Linked DNA regions of Gossypium arboreum: region 1 is linked to region 2. A link is a contact called in public Hi-C data. All regions are on one chromosome and are shown on one strand. The core of a region is the stretch at or near the end of the contact, and the rest is flanking DNA. Distances in the headings are between cores, read along the strand shown.

Evidence for each region. Hi-C and Micro-C count contacts between places; a contact is called where the count stands out from the background.
Region 1: a Hi-C map of leaf shows a contact between it and region 2, with 5 times the contacts expected there. The contact joins the promoter of LOC108463928 here to the promoter of LOC108464171 in region 2. A contact is called at or near these places in 2 of 5 Hi-C or Micro-C datasets (both in leaf).

Annotation. Positions count from the first base shown.
Region 1 is chr13:104,824,385-104,830,781 of ASM2569848v2, forward strand. It overlaps LOC108463928 (pre-mRNA-splicing factor ATP-dependent RNA helicase DEAH7), which reads left to right and starts at 4,694. Exons shown (of 15, transcript XM_053023759.1): 1 at 4,694-5,029; 2 at 5,546-5,774.
Region 2 is chr13:104,660,925-104,667,355 of ASM2569848v2, forward strand. LOC108464171 (nucleolar complex-associated protein 3) reads right to left here and starts at 2,424. Exons shown (of 13, transcript XM_017764316.2): 1 at 2,057-2,424; 2 at 1,653-1,822; 3 at 1,355-1,530; 4 at 978-1,186; 5 at 759-861; 6 at 227-390. The coding sequence starts at 2,232.

The DNA.
Region 1 (6,397 bases), core at 3,444-5,943, 170 kb after region 2:
CCGGTTTAGTCCTGACTTATTTTAAATACATATTATGGGCCTTTAGGGCCCATTTAAGGGATAATATGGTTGATTTCGAATATGAATAGTAAATGATATGAATCAATTGTATTTGTTTTGTAAACTTTGGTAATACTCCGTAACCTTGTTCTGGTGACAGATATGAGTTAGGGGTGTTACAAAGAACTATGATATTACCCTTTTCATTCTGGGGTGACGGAGAGGTCGTACCATTCGAGCTTTTTTTTTTATGCTTTTTCCGGAGGTCTAAAGAAAGTTGCAATCAATAGGGTTTTCCTAATCTTCCCTTCCCGATAGGAAGAACATGAAATTCTTTTTCTTTTCTGCAGGGACTAAGAGATTGGATCTAGCCTTAAGAAGAATGCTTAGTTGATAAATAATTCACTTCTTGGTCTTCGACCCCCTTAGTCACTACGAACGCCCTCGATCAGTGGAATAGGATGTGTCTATTTATCTATCTCTTGACTCAAAGTCGGAGAAGGTTTGAAAAAAGGATCTTAGATGTTTAGGGTTGGGCCAAGAGGGTCTCTTAACGCCTTTTTTTTTTCTTCCCATCGGAGTTATTTCTTATTTCATAAATACTTACCATGGTAAGGAAGAAGGGAGGAACAAGCACACTTGGAGAGCGTAGTACAACAAAGAGTTTTATGCTGCATTCGGGAAGAATGAATTGCTTCCGAAAAAGAATGTATTGATTCTCCCCCAATTTGTTGGACCATAGGTGCAATGATTTACTTCACGGGCGAGGTCTCTGGTTCAAGTCTAGTGTAATAGCCTAAATTCAAGGTTATCGTAATAGTGGTTTTGGTAACCACAAATCTGATTTAAAGAGAAATTTATTTTAATATTTTTGCATGAATATTTATATGATAAGAAAATCGTATTAAAATATCAATAGAAAAATTTTACCGATTTAATGGTTAGTTAGAAAAAAAGGAATTATTGAAAGAATTGGGTAAAAACAAAGTATCGAGACCTTGATCTCATAAAACCGAGTTGAAAATATTTTTATAAATATTTATGAAATGTTAGTGATGTGGTATTAAAATTTCGTTAGAAAATTTTAATGTTTGGGTAGTCAATTAAATGAAAAGGACTAAATTGAAAAAGGTGTAAAAGCTACTAGAATGATTAAATAGCTTAAGTGTCTAATGAGAAAGGATTTAAAAGGAAATTAGACCCAAAATTTATTTGGGCTGGATGGCAAGGGTATGAAATTAGCAGGAAAATTGATGATTTAAGGGCAAAATTGGAATATTGCATAATTAACTAAATAAAGATAGGACTAAATAGGAAATATCTAGATTTCTCTTCATTTCTCTTCATTCTCATCAGCCAATAAGTCCATAGGAGGGGTTCTTTAAGCTGGTATTTCATAATTTTTGCGCCAAGTGAGTTAATCCTTGCCTATTTCTTGTAATTTATGTGTTTCTAAGACTTTTACGACTAGGTCCTACTATTAAATTCATTAGTTTTTGATTTCATGGATGAAATTGAAAGTCACCATGGTTGAGCTCTGTAAGTTTATGATGAAATAGAATGAAATTGAAGCTTTAATTTGTTTATGAGATGATTTTATTAGGTAATTGTAATAGAAATTGATTTTTAGGACCTAATTGTGAAAATGTTTGGAATTAAAGTCTAGTGCTGAAATTATGATTTCCAAAGGTTGTAAACTAGTTTAAGGTGATAGAATAAAGTGTTAATTGAGAAAAATCAGCTCAATTGAGAGGCTAATTGAGTAGGGACGAAATTATCATTTATTAAAAGCCTAGGGGAAAAATGGTAATAAACAGCTTGCACTAAAACAGTTTTGGACAGCAGCAGTAGGAAAACTTTGAAAAATCACCATAAATTGTAGAAATAGAATTAAAAGATGAACAAAAAATGGAATTAAATATTATTGAGTCTAGTTTCTCATAAAAGAAACGGTGTAAGCAATGGAATTGTAAATTATGAGATATAATAAATTTTGTGACACAAGGTCAGAATGAATTCGGGTTCCCCTATTCTGACTTTGAAAAATCATAAAAAATTGAAGAAAAATAGTTAGGGGCTTAAATTTATATTTCTATAATCCAGAATGAGTATATTTTTAAGATAAACAAACAAGAACATCATTCGAATTCCGTATGAAGAGATAATTAATTTTTAATGAAGAAGGGTCAAAACTGTCAGACAACAGAACAGGGGTGACTTTAAAGAATAAAATGTACTTATTAGCTAAACCAAAATTCTAAAAATTTTATGGTAAGAAGATATGTGAGTCTAGTTGCAGGAAAAATTAGCGGATCCTAATTTGGAGTTTTGTAGCTCAAGATAAAAATAATTTAGTGACTATGACTCAAGTAGACAGCTTTGAATGAACTATAAATAATAGTGGAATTATAGAGAATGTTGCATATGAACATGAAATGTATTAAATTGATAATTAAATTTATTTATTTAGATCCAGAAGATTCAAATACGAAGCTAGATCGAGGAAAAGAAAAAGTTTGGGATCAGTAGATTTGTGTATATGAACAAGTATCGAGGTAAGTTCATGTAACTTGAATTATATTCTTAAATACTTGAAATGTATGTTATTGATGAATATAATTTGAATGTTCATTGTATGAAAATTGATGAAACATTGATATATTTGATAAAAAGGGGAAGAAATCCCGGTTGAATGAAAGGAAAATTCGATGGATCTCTAAAAAGGAATTGACGGTAAAAAGGATCTAGCGGACGGGTGATCCTATCTGATATAGCCCTCCAGAAGAATATGTGTAAAATGGATTTAGCCGGACGGTAATCCAATTAGGTCTCAATTTAGCCTAGACTGGTAATTCAGATCCAAGCTCATTAGAGTAATTGTCGTTGTAGGGGATTTAGCCTGGACTAGTAATTCCGACAATACTCTATGAGTTTATATTATAAGAGATTTAGCCTGGATTGGTAATCCCACTGTAAGGATGAGGTTTGCGGAAGTGTGCTCTCTGAAATGGAAATGTGCTCACATGTATATGAATTGACGGACCCGGAAATGTACACTAAAAGTGTACCTCTGAAAATCCATCGAAAATTCCAAGAACTTCAACGGGATAAATATGGAAAAATAATAAGGGAATGGAAATCATGGTATTGATGAGCTCATCAATCATGGTATATATATTATTGACACATGGAAATCATTGTACTAACTTGAATGTTGAGTTTGTGCATGTTAGGGTAATAATGCATTGAATGGATATATGAATGTTTATTTCACTGTATTGAAAATATTAGATAAGTATAATTCTTGTTACATGAGCTTATTAAGCACAAAGTGCTTACCCTATTTCCTTTTTCCCTGTTTTGTAGTGTTAAGAGCTCGGAGGTCGGACTTGGTCGGAGATACATCACACTATCAACTTCAAGATTTTGGTATATCAAGAAACTTGATTTTGGAAATCAATGGCATGTATAAGCTAATAAAGTAAATGTTAATGTGATATGAATGTAAGGTCAGCTATTGGTATGGCTAACAAATCTTGGTTTTGGTATGTGATGAGGTTATCTTATAAAAATGCATGAATCTATCTTGAAAATATGTTGAATTGGATTGGTTGATGTGGATTAGTCTCGGTTTAATATTGCAGGGAAGGTTAAATATCTATAAAGGGGCTATATTGAGTAAAAAAATTAATTCGTAAACTCCGCCAATGCCTCATACCCTATTTCAGCAATGAATACTGGTAGGAGGTATTACATCTAGGATACCCCAGTTGTGCCAAGTTGTTCAATAGTAGTAGCATTGTTGAGTTTCCTGATCCTTTGGCTTAGGATTAGTCAGTTCTATTTCTTGCTGAGGGTGGGAAAGGGACATAACTCAGCGGTAGAGTGTCACCTTGACGTGTTGGAAGTATCAGTTCAAGCCTGAATATGCTTAAACACAATGTGAGTTTTTCTATTTTGCCTTGCCCCTCGCCGTGATCGAATAAGAATTGATTGAATAGCTCAAACTTTGCAAAAGTTTTATTACCATTAAAAATATTAGTGGGCCAAGCCAGACCAGGTTATGCCAATGCCTAATTTCAAAAACTTTTCCAACTTCAAGCTCGCTTTACTTGAATCACTCATTTCATTGTTTAAAAACAATAAAAAAATTATATTTAAATTTAATTATTAAAAATAATATCAATATAACTTGTTTACATTTTTATTATTTTAAATGGTAAAACAAGTTGAGTTGGGCTAGCCTAAGGTTAAAAAATATAAATCTAACCCTAACCCTATTTTGGGCTAGGTGGGTTCTACTACTAGTGAACATTTCTAATTATCATTTAAAGAGTAAATAATATATATTTTTCTAAATTTTGAAAATTTTATATTCTTCATGATATAAAATTTTAAAATGAATTTTAAAAGATTTTAATTTTTTAAACTTTAAATTTTTTATAATATTTATATACTTTTAAAAAATAAGGACTAAATTAGTAAAAATTATAAAACCAAATTAATAAAAATTATAAACTTTGAAGACTACAAAATTATTTTGCCATTTTTAATTGCTACGTTAATAATTTAACCGCAAAATTAGATGAAGAAATAAAGTTTTTAAATTAAAAAATAAAAATTTAATATCTCAAAACTAAAATGTAGAGACGTCCTTTTAAATTTCAAAAGAGTATAGGCACCTCTCACATATTTAAACCAAATACAAATATAGGGTACTGCATTCATTACACGGGAAGTTCTTTTTTTCAATTATTTGAAGTCTTTTCCCTTCTTCTATCATCATCTTCATCCTACCATCGTCCGTCTCCCTCTCGTCTCGGCAAATCAATTTTTTTTTTGTTCCTTTTCTTCTCTTCTCATCTCAGTTCTTCCACACCGCCGTGTCCGCTGTTTTTTTCCGGATCTGACCCGTATCCCGTGTTGGAATCCCTGTCGGATCGTGTTGGGTACTGCATCCCAAATTGCTGAGTTCGGGAAACGAAGGATATATCATTCATCTCAACCTTATTGTATAGATTAACTATGAGTAAGTTTGCTAGTAGTCTTGCCGCTTCACTTTCAAAATCTTGTTCATGTACAAGTATCAATTTAGGGTTTGGGGGTGAAATTTTTAGATGACCTGATTCTTTTGGTTTTCTTCTACTTAGCTATGTTTTCTGTGACTTTGGATAGCAATTTTTCTTTAAAGTAGTGTTTTTTGTGCTCTTATTCAGCTTTCATAGTAATAATTGCTCCTCCGTGTACGGTCTGTTCTGATGGTTTTGTTCTTGAGAGTACTTTCACCGCTCTGTTTTCTCTGATATCTTACCATGACCCATGATTCTATTCAATTCTCTCTTTGTCTAAAAAAAGAGAAAAAAAAAAGTAATGACATATTAGTTCTGTTGCCCAAATTTGCTTGGCACTTTTACATTTTAAATTATCTGAAATACCTTACCGTTTTCTTCTTCCTATGGATACCATTACAGCATGCAGTTGAATGTTTCTTTAAGGTATTTCTGCCTCCAATTCGCCTTCTGTTTGTTGATTGAATTTTTTTAAGTTATTAGGTTTGGACGTTGGTGCTAGAGAGAAGCAAGGAAATCCTAAAGTTGATGATGGATTCAAGGTTCCAAAAGAAAAAATAACCTGCATTGCGGCATCTGTTGATGTGGATGAGGGGTTTGAATCTTCTGGAGTTGAAGAAACTAGGAGTACTGTTACAAATGGCAGCCGAAGCCACACTAACAGACGCTATCGTGATAAGACAGCTAGTGAAACAACTAATTCTGGTAAGCTTTTTATTTTTATTTTGTCTTTAATAAGCTTAGTAATGGTTTTTAATTAAGAAACCGTTTTTTCTTTTTTAAATGTAAAACTTTTATAGTAAGCAGCAACATAACTAAATCATCATATGCTGATAATGAGAAGATTTATTGTTCCTATTCCCTTGGCTCCAATTTTTTTGGTTCAAAACTTGATGTTTAAGTGCATGCTTGAGTATTTGGCAATCAATCCTGTGAAATAGTTTCTAGTTAAGGTGGCATAGAAGCATATAGGCCAGGCGTAATCTGTTCTTACAATTAATGATTGTTTTTTGGTCTCTCCTCTCCACAAACTGTCTAATGTATTTGGCAGAATGAGATGATGTTATTTATGCCTATACATGCATTTCTCTCTGTGGATGGGTAACCTATATATTTGATTTGAGGCATAGTATGATGACAGCATAACTTATTGCGGAAGTTATACAGCCAAGTCGTTTGCATGCTGATGACCAGTTTTGACATTTAAGATTTAAGAATTGAGATGGATTTTCAACTCATGCTTTCTTAACCTTGTGTTTAGTGTTCGTCATTTGCCTTTAGTGTGGAAGAAAAGGTTGGGGTCTGGCGGAATTTTTTTGTTTTTTTAT
Region 2 (6,431 bases), core at 1,174-3,673:
CTCAACAGTTTAGCCATTGCACATATGTCAATATCCTATAGTAGGTTTTAGAATTTTGAAAAACAAGTAAGCTCACCTTTTGTATCAATTTTACATCATTGTGCTGTCCAAGCTCAAATTATTCTACTAATATATTAAATTCATTTTAATAACATCAAAACTTGTAAGGCCTTTGAGAAATTACTTGAGGATTTTTAACATTTCAAAGAACATCAATACAGTATACCTTACAACATCATCTGAGGAGCCTATGTTTCTGACAACAGCTACTAACAAGCTTTCTCTGAAGTTAAAGTGAGGAACAGCATCAAGCAAAGTACAAATACAACGAACCACAACATGATGAAACCTGGGCTGCTTTTCTAATGCTAACAACTTCTGCAGGTATCCCTGTTGCAAATTCCCATGAATAGTATGAAGGATGCATGCCCAAATTAATAACAAGTTATTGCACTAAAAATAAACTCGAGTGATGTGGAAAACATCAAATCTTATTATTAGACATACTATAAAACCAGCTAGAAGATGGAATGCCCATATCTTCACAATAGACCAATGCTTCTACAACCTTTTCATATTCATCAGCACATAATATGGTTGCACAAATCCATAGGCCAATTAAGCCGTGTTGAAAGCTTTCAGATAACGGTGATCTTTCTAAAAGAAAAGATGGTAGAAAACCCTGTTTAATTCTGCTGAATACCCACAACATGCAAACTCCACTCAAGAACTGATCATATAAAGTTAGCAGTTCAAACCTTGTAAGCAGAAAGAAGTGTTGATTCATAGAATCGCATTTTCTTAACTTCCTTGGAAACTTTCATTTCTAGCTCTTTTTCAGTAGGTAGCCTAATCCGATAGCTGTATTTAGCACATTCAAAAGTTAGAGTAAAAATATAAATATAATGCAGTGAACAGGAAGATTAATTAAAAGTAGTAATTAAGGGGCAGTAGAGAAGGAAAAAAACTATAGGTACCCTGGAATAATGTCTTTGAAGACAGCCAACAAGGACAGCAGTCCAAGCTTTACAATTGAGTGATCACCATCTTTGGCAAATTGCAACATCTCTTTCAGAGACTTAATGTTTGCCTCTGGGTCTGCAAGTAGTGCCATTCCAAGCTCAGCTAGCTTACGCTTTTTGGCTTCAAATGCTTCCTCAGCCGTGAGGTCTTCTTTTACCTCTGCCTAAAAGACAAGCACTCTTAGAATATTGAATATATATTGGACCATTTGACTCCTAGACGTTCTCTAAGAAAGATCACCAATATTGTCTAAGACATTAGTGTAAAATCTAATATTCATAGTTTTTTGTTTAAATTGAAAGATACATAGAAGAGCAATCTAACAACATACTAGTGCAGCTTCTTGTTGAGTTGGTTGCACTTCTTCAGTTTTAGCCAATTCCTTCCCCATTTTCTTGGCCTCTTTCTTAGTTTTTTTAAGCTTTGCTCTCCTTTCAGCTTTCGTCAGCTTAACTACGCTCTTATCAATGTCTCCTTCATTTTCAGTCACTTCTGCTGTCTGGGAAACTGCATTATATAACAGCATAAACCATTTCATTCTCTTCCATAAATGAAGACACTTTCTTTAGCACTGAAAGAAAGTAAAATAACTTTTTTTTCCATTTTTTTCCAAGAAAAGAATAAGATACATGTACGGTAGTAGACTTCTCCATCCAAACTCTTGACAGGAAGGGCATCAACAGGATCAACTTGAACAACACTTTTCTCATTCTCTTTGTGCTCCAATGTCTTCCTTCGTCGCTTCTCATACAAAGCCTCCAAAGCATCTTCATTCACACCCTCCACCCGAGTGACTTGCCTATCCACAAAACAATCCACAAAACAAAGTTCAATGGAAATATCTAATTCCCATTTCAAGTTGCCACAGTCGAATGCCGTTTTTAAATTTTAACTAATTTCCACTATCCAAATATCAAATCAAAGCATGTATAACCAAAACAGAAATTAAATCGACAAATAACAAATGATTTTATTTTTATAACTAAAAATAGAAGTCGAATTTGAAAATTGAGGAAAAAGAGAAGAAATGGACTTGTTAATAGAATGAGTGTCCAAGCGAGAGACGAAGCCAGCGTAGTCTTTGTTTTCATCCAAGAATTTAAGGTCCTCGTCAGAGACTTCAATATCATCATCTGCTATTTCTGGTGGGAGTTCCGGGGGCAGAATTATCTGCTTCCGCTGCTTGCCCTTCCCCTTCCCCTTCCCCATGGCAATTTTATTATTATATTTTTAATTTCTGAATTAGATACACATACGAAATTTATATCTGCAGCAAGGAGAGGGATGCTAGGGTTTAGGGTTTATCCCTGTTTGGAAACTTTAGCCCACGTCCAATCTGGTCGGGTCGGGCTTGCAGCTAATATCTCGGTCTTCAATAAAACCAACCTTTCAAAAAAGGGATATCTTATTTATTAGTAAATATATTTATATTTATATAAAAGTAAATTTATAAATTAGGGAAAATAAACTGAATTTATCAATATTTAGAAAGCTCTTCCTATCAAACTTGCTTTTGAAAAATACTTTCTTCATTCTCGATGATTAACGTTGATGTTTTTTTTTTTGTGTGACCTAAATTCGATTATCTTCTTAACTTTTTTTCATGTTATTTTAAGTTTTTTACATGTTTAAAGCCCTTTTATTTTTAATTAATAAATCTGTTTTCAAGTTTATTATTTTACTTTAAGTTCAATTTTTAATTAATAAATTTTATATAAAATAATAAATATGTAATTATACAATAAATGTACATTATTCTATTAAAATTTAATGAACCAAAAGCATATGTAATTTTTTGGATTTTAATTAGTACTTTCTTCAGATAACTAACGTTGTAATATTATATTTTAGTAATAATATTCCCAAAAATCACATTGCATTAAAATATTATCATGAGAATGTACCAAACGTCACCTATGAGTAAAATAAAATGAAAATAAATTACATTTAAGGTGGGATTGGACATTGCATTAATTGGATGAAAATGTAATTATTAAGGTAATATTTTTATTTTACAATTGAAAAGAATTTTATTTCTTTAATTACAAAAAGATATAATTTTTATTTTATAATTATATTTTCATTTAATTACTTTCTGTTGTTTAAAGTTTAAACACAAAATGTGTTTAACTAAGAAAGTACAATTACATCATAATTTTCTATATTATTTTTGTTGGTAAAAATTATTGTAGCAGTCAATGTCTTATATTTGGGATTGCATTTTAGTCCCTCTAGTGAAAAATAGGCAAAATGATCCTTGTATGTTAAATGAATGAACAAAATAGTCCCTCAGTTAAAATTGTGAATTAAATGCTTATTTATATTAGATATAATAATAAATTTAACCCTCAACTTTTACGTTTTTTTTCTCAATTTGACTCTTACTCTTCTATTCAGAGTAAAATAACCCTCAAGGTCTTAGCCTTTTATTGATGACGTGGTCCTATTTTATCTTATATGTCATCATAGAAAATTTTAAAAAAAAATTAAAATTATAAATAAAAATGCAATTTTCTTTTTCAAATTTTCCATAAAAAATTTACCATTTTCAACAATCTAAGGTGTGGTCATTTTACAGACTTAATAATACTATTATCAACAATTTCATGGCAGTTTTGTAGTGTGATACTGTAATGACCCGAATTTTACCGTTACCGAAAAAGAATATTTTCGGGTCTCCGTTTCTGAAAAATGGATTCGTAAATATTTTTAAAAAAATATTTACGAAGTAAAATGAGTAGTTAATTAGAGTTTAATTAAGTGAATTTAATTTAATTAAGAGTAATTAAGAAAAAGACTAAATTGAATAAGGGTAAAAGTTGAATTATAGATTAAAAGAAAATAAAAAGGACTAAAAGGAAATTATACAAAAGTATAAATTGAGGCGGTGTACCGTGAAGAAAATCTAAGATTTTTTTATGTTTAGTATATTATTATATTATTATATTATTATATAATAAAGATATTTTATGTTTTAATTATATTATATTATATTATATAAACTAAAGAAACAAAAGAAAGGAAATAGAAACAGAATGAAACGAAACAGAGAGCAGGGGAGAAAAAGAAAGAAAGGGAGAAAAGAGAAAATTTAAGGTTTGAAGCTTTAAGCTTTAATAGGTAAGTCAATCAAGCCCTTTTTACTTAATTTTTATGTTTTAGAAGTTTTAGAACAAAGTTTTGATGAAATTAAGTTGATATTTTGATAGTTATTAGATTTCTAGATATTGTCCATGTTAAATAAAATGATGAATTAAGGGCTAAATTGATAGAAATTCAAGTTAAAAATGATACAAGGATTGAATTGTAAAGTGATTCATAAGTTTTATGCTTTAAGGACTAAATTGAAAGAATTTCGAAATTATGGTTTTATGATGAAAAATAGATAATTATGTCTAAGTTTGGTTAAAAATTTAGTAGAAATGAAGTATGAATTAAGATAGAAAAGTAAGTGAATTTAGTTAGGATTAAATTGAAATTAAAGTAAATCAATATTTTGTACTAAGACTATTTTGGACAACAGCAGTAGTCTATGTTTGAAAAATCACCAAAAATTGTAGAAATTGAATTAGAGGATGAATAAAATATGGAATTAAAGCTTATTGAGTCTAGTTTCTTATAGAAGAAACAGTATAAGCAATTGAGTTGTAAATTATGAGATGTAATGAATTTTGTGAGATAAGGTCAGAATGAATTCGGGTTTCCCTGTTCTGACTTTGGAAAATCACCAAAAATTTAAGAAAAATAATTAAAGGCTTAAAGTTATGTGTTTAGAATCCATAATGAGTCTATTTTCAGGAGAAATCAACGGGAATGTTATCCGAGTTCTGTACTGTGAGATAATTAATTTTTAGTGAAGAAGGGACGAAACTATCAGACAGCAGAATAGGGGTGAATTTAAAGAATAAACTATACTTAATGGCTAAACCAAAAATTCTGAAAATTTTATTGTAAGAAGATTTGTGAGTCTAGTTTCAGGAAAAATTAGCGGATCTTAATTTAGAATTTTGTAACTCAAGATATGAATTAGTAATGTATTAATAATTATGAATTGTATTAATTTCGTAGTCAATGTGGTACCGAAAATCTCGGCTAAGAAAGGACAAGACAAAGTCAACGGGAGTTAGCTCGAAAATTACGGTTTGTATTTCTATAATCCGAACTTAGTCATTATTTATTATATTTATATACATATGGCAATTGTTAGTGATTGAATTATGATGTTTTACAATTGAAATTGATTGATTTTAGTATGCGATGAATTTATTGAATTTATATTGATTGAAATTATTTTGATTGAAATTATATTGATTGAATTATATAATATATATGACTTATGTAGAAATTTCAATATTGAATGAATGTTATATTGAAAAATTTATTAATTGGAAATATGAGGAAATTGATATGAATATATGAGATTGTGATATTTGAATATTTGGTATTGAAAAGTGAATTGAATTGTATTGAATTATGAATTAATGTGCATAATTGAAATATATTTGTTGAATTGAATGAAATTGTATGAATTGTGAAAATGGGTAAATATGTGTAATTATCGGAATGAGATATTAATGAAAGAATTATTAAATTGAGAAAGTGAATGAAATACCCTATTAACTAGTCTGGCTGAGTCGGATATAATTGGCATGCCATAGGATCTGGAAGTGTACGGGATTTGTCGGCTTTATCGATCAAGCACTTTATGTGTCGTATTTCAGGCACCTCGTGTGTCGTATCAGGCACCTCGTGTGTCGTTTTAGGCACTTTATGTGTCGTACTCTGATCAGGTACTATGTACCGTTTTAGGCACAATGTGCTGTACTGGTGTGTTTGGGTTGGAATCCGTGTATCCGTCAAAGTCCGGGTTTGTTAATAGGGGTAAATAAGTGAAAGATAAATCGAATAAATTTGATTGATCAAGCTATTGAAATGAAACGAGAAATTGAATTGAGAATTGAAAATTTAGATATGAAATTGAAAATATGAACCAAAGGTTCATGAAATGATTGGAGTTCGAATTGATGATATATGATGTCACTTGATGAATTGAAATGTGATTTGAGATATATGAATCGTATGTTTATAGTGAAAGCTATCAGGGATAGTAAGTTGATATGATATAAATGAAATTGATTGTTATTGAAATGAATTAAAATAGAATATGATTGATAAGTGTATAGTTGAATATAGTTTAATGATATTGAATTATGAATAAATTAAGGAAAGCTATACCGAATAGTAAGTGAAAGAATGGAGTAAATAATAATGGATTTAGTTAAGAATCGAACAATTATGTTATTGTGTTTATTATATGATTTGTATAAAATTTATATGGTAAGTAGTTGAAATTTATCTATGAATAAATAATTGAATAATTGTAATTGTTATTATGATCTTAAGTATTT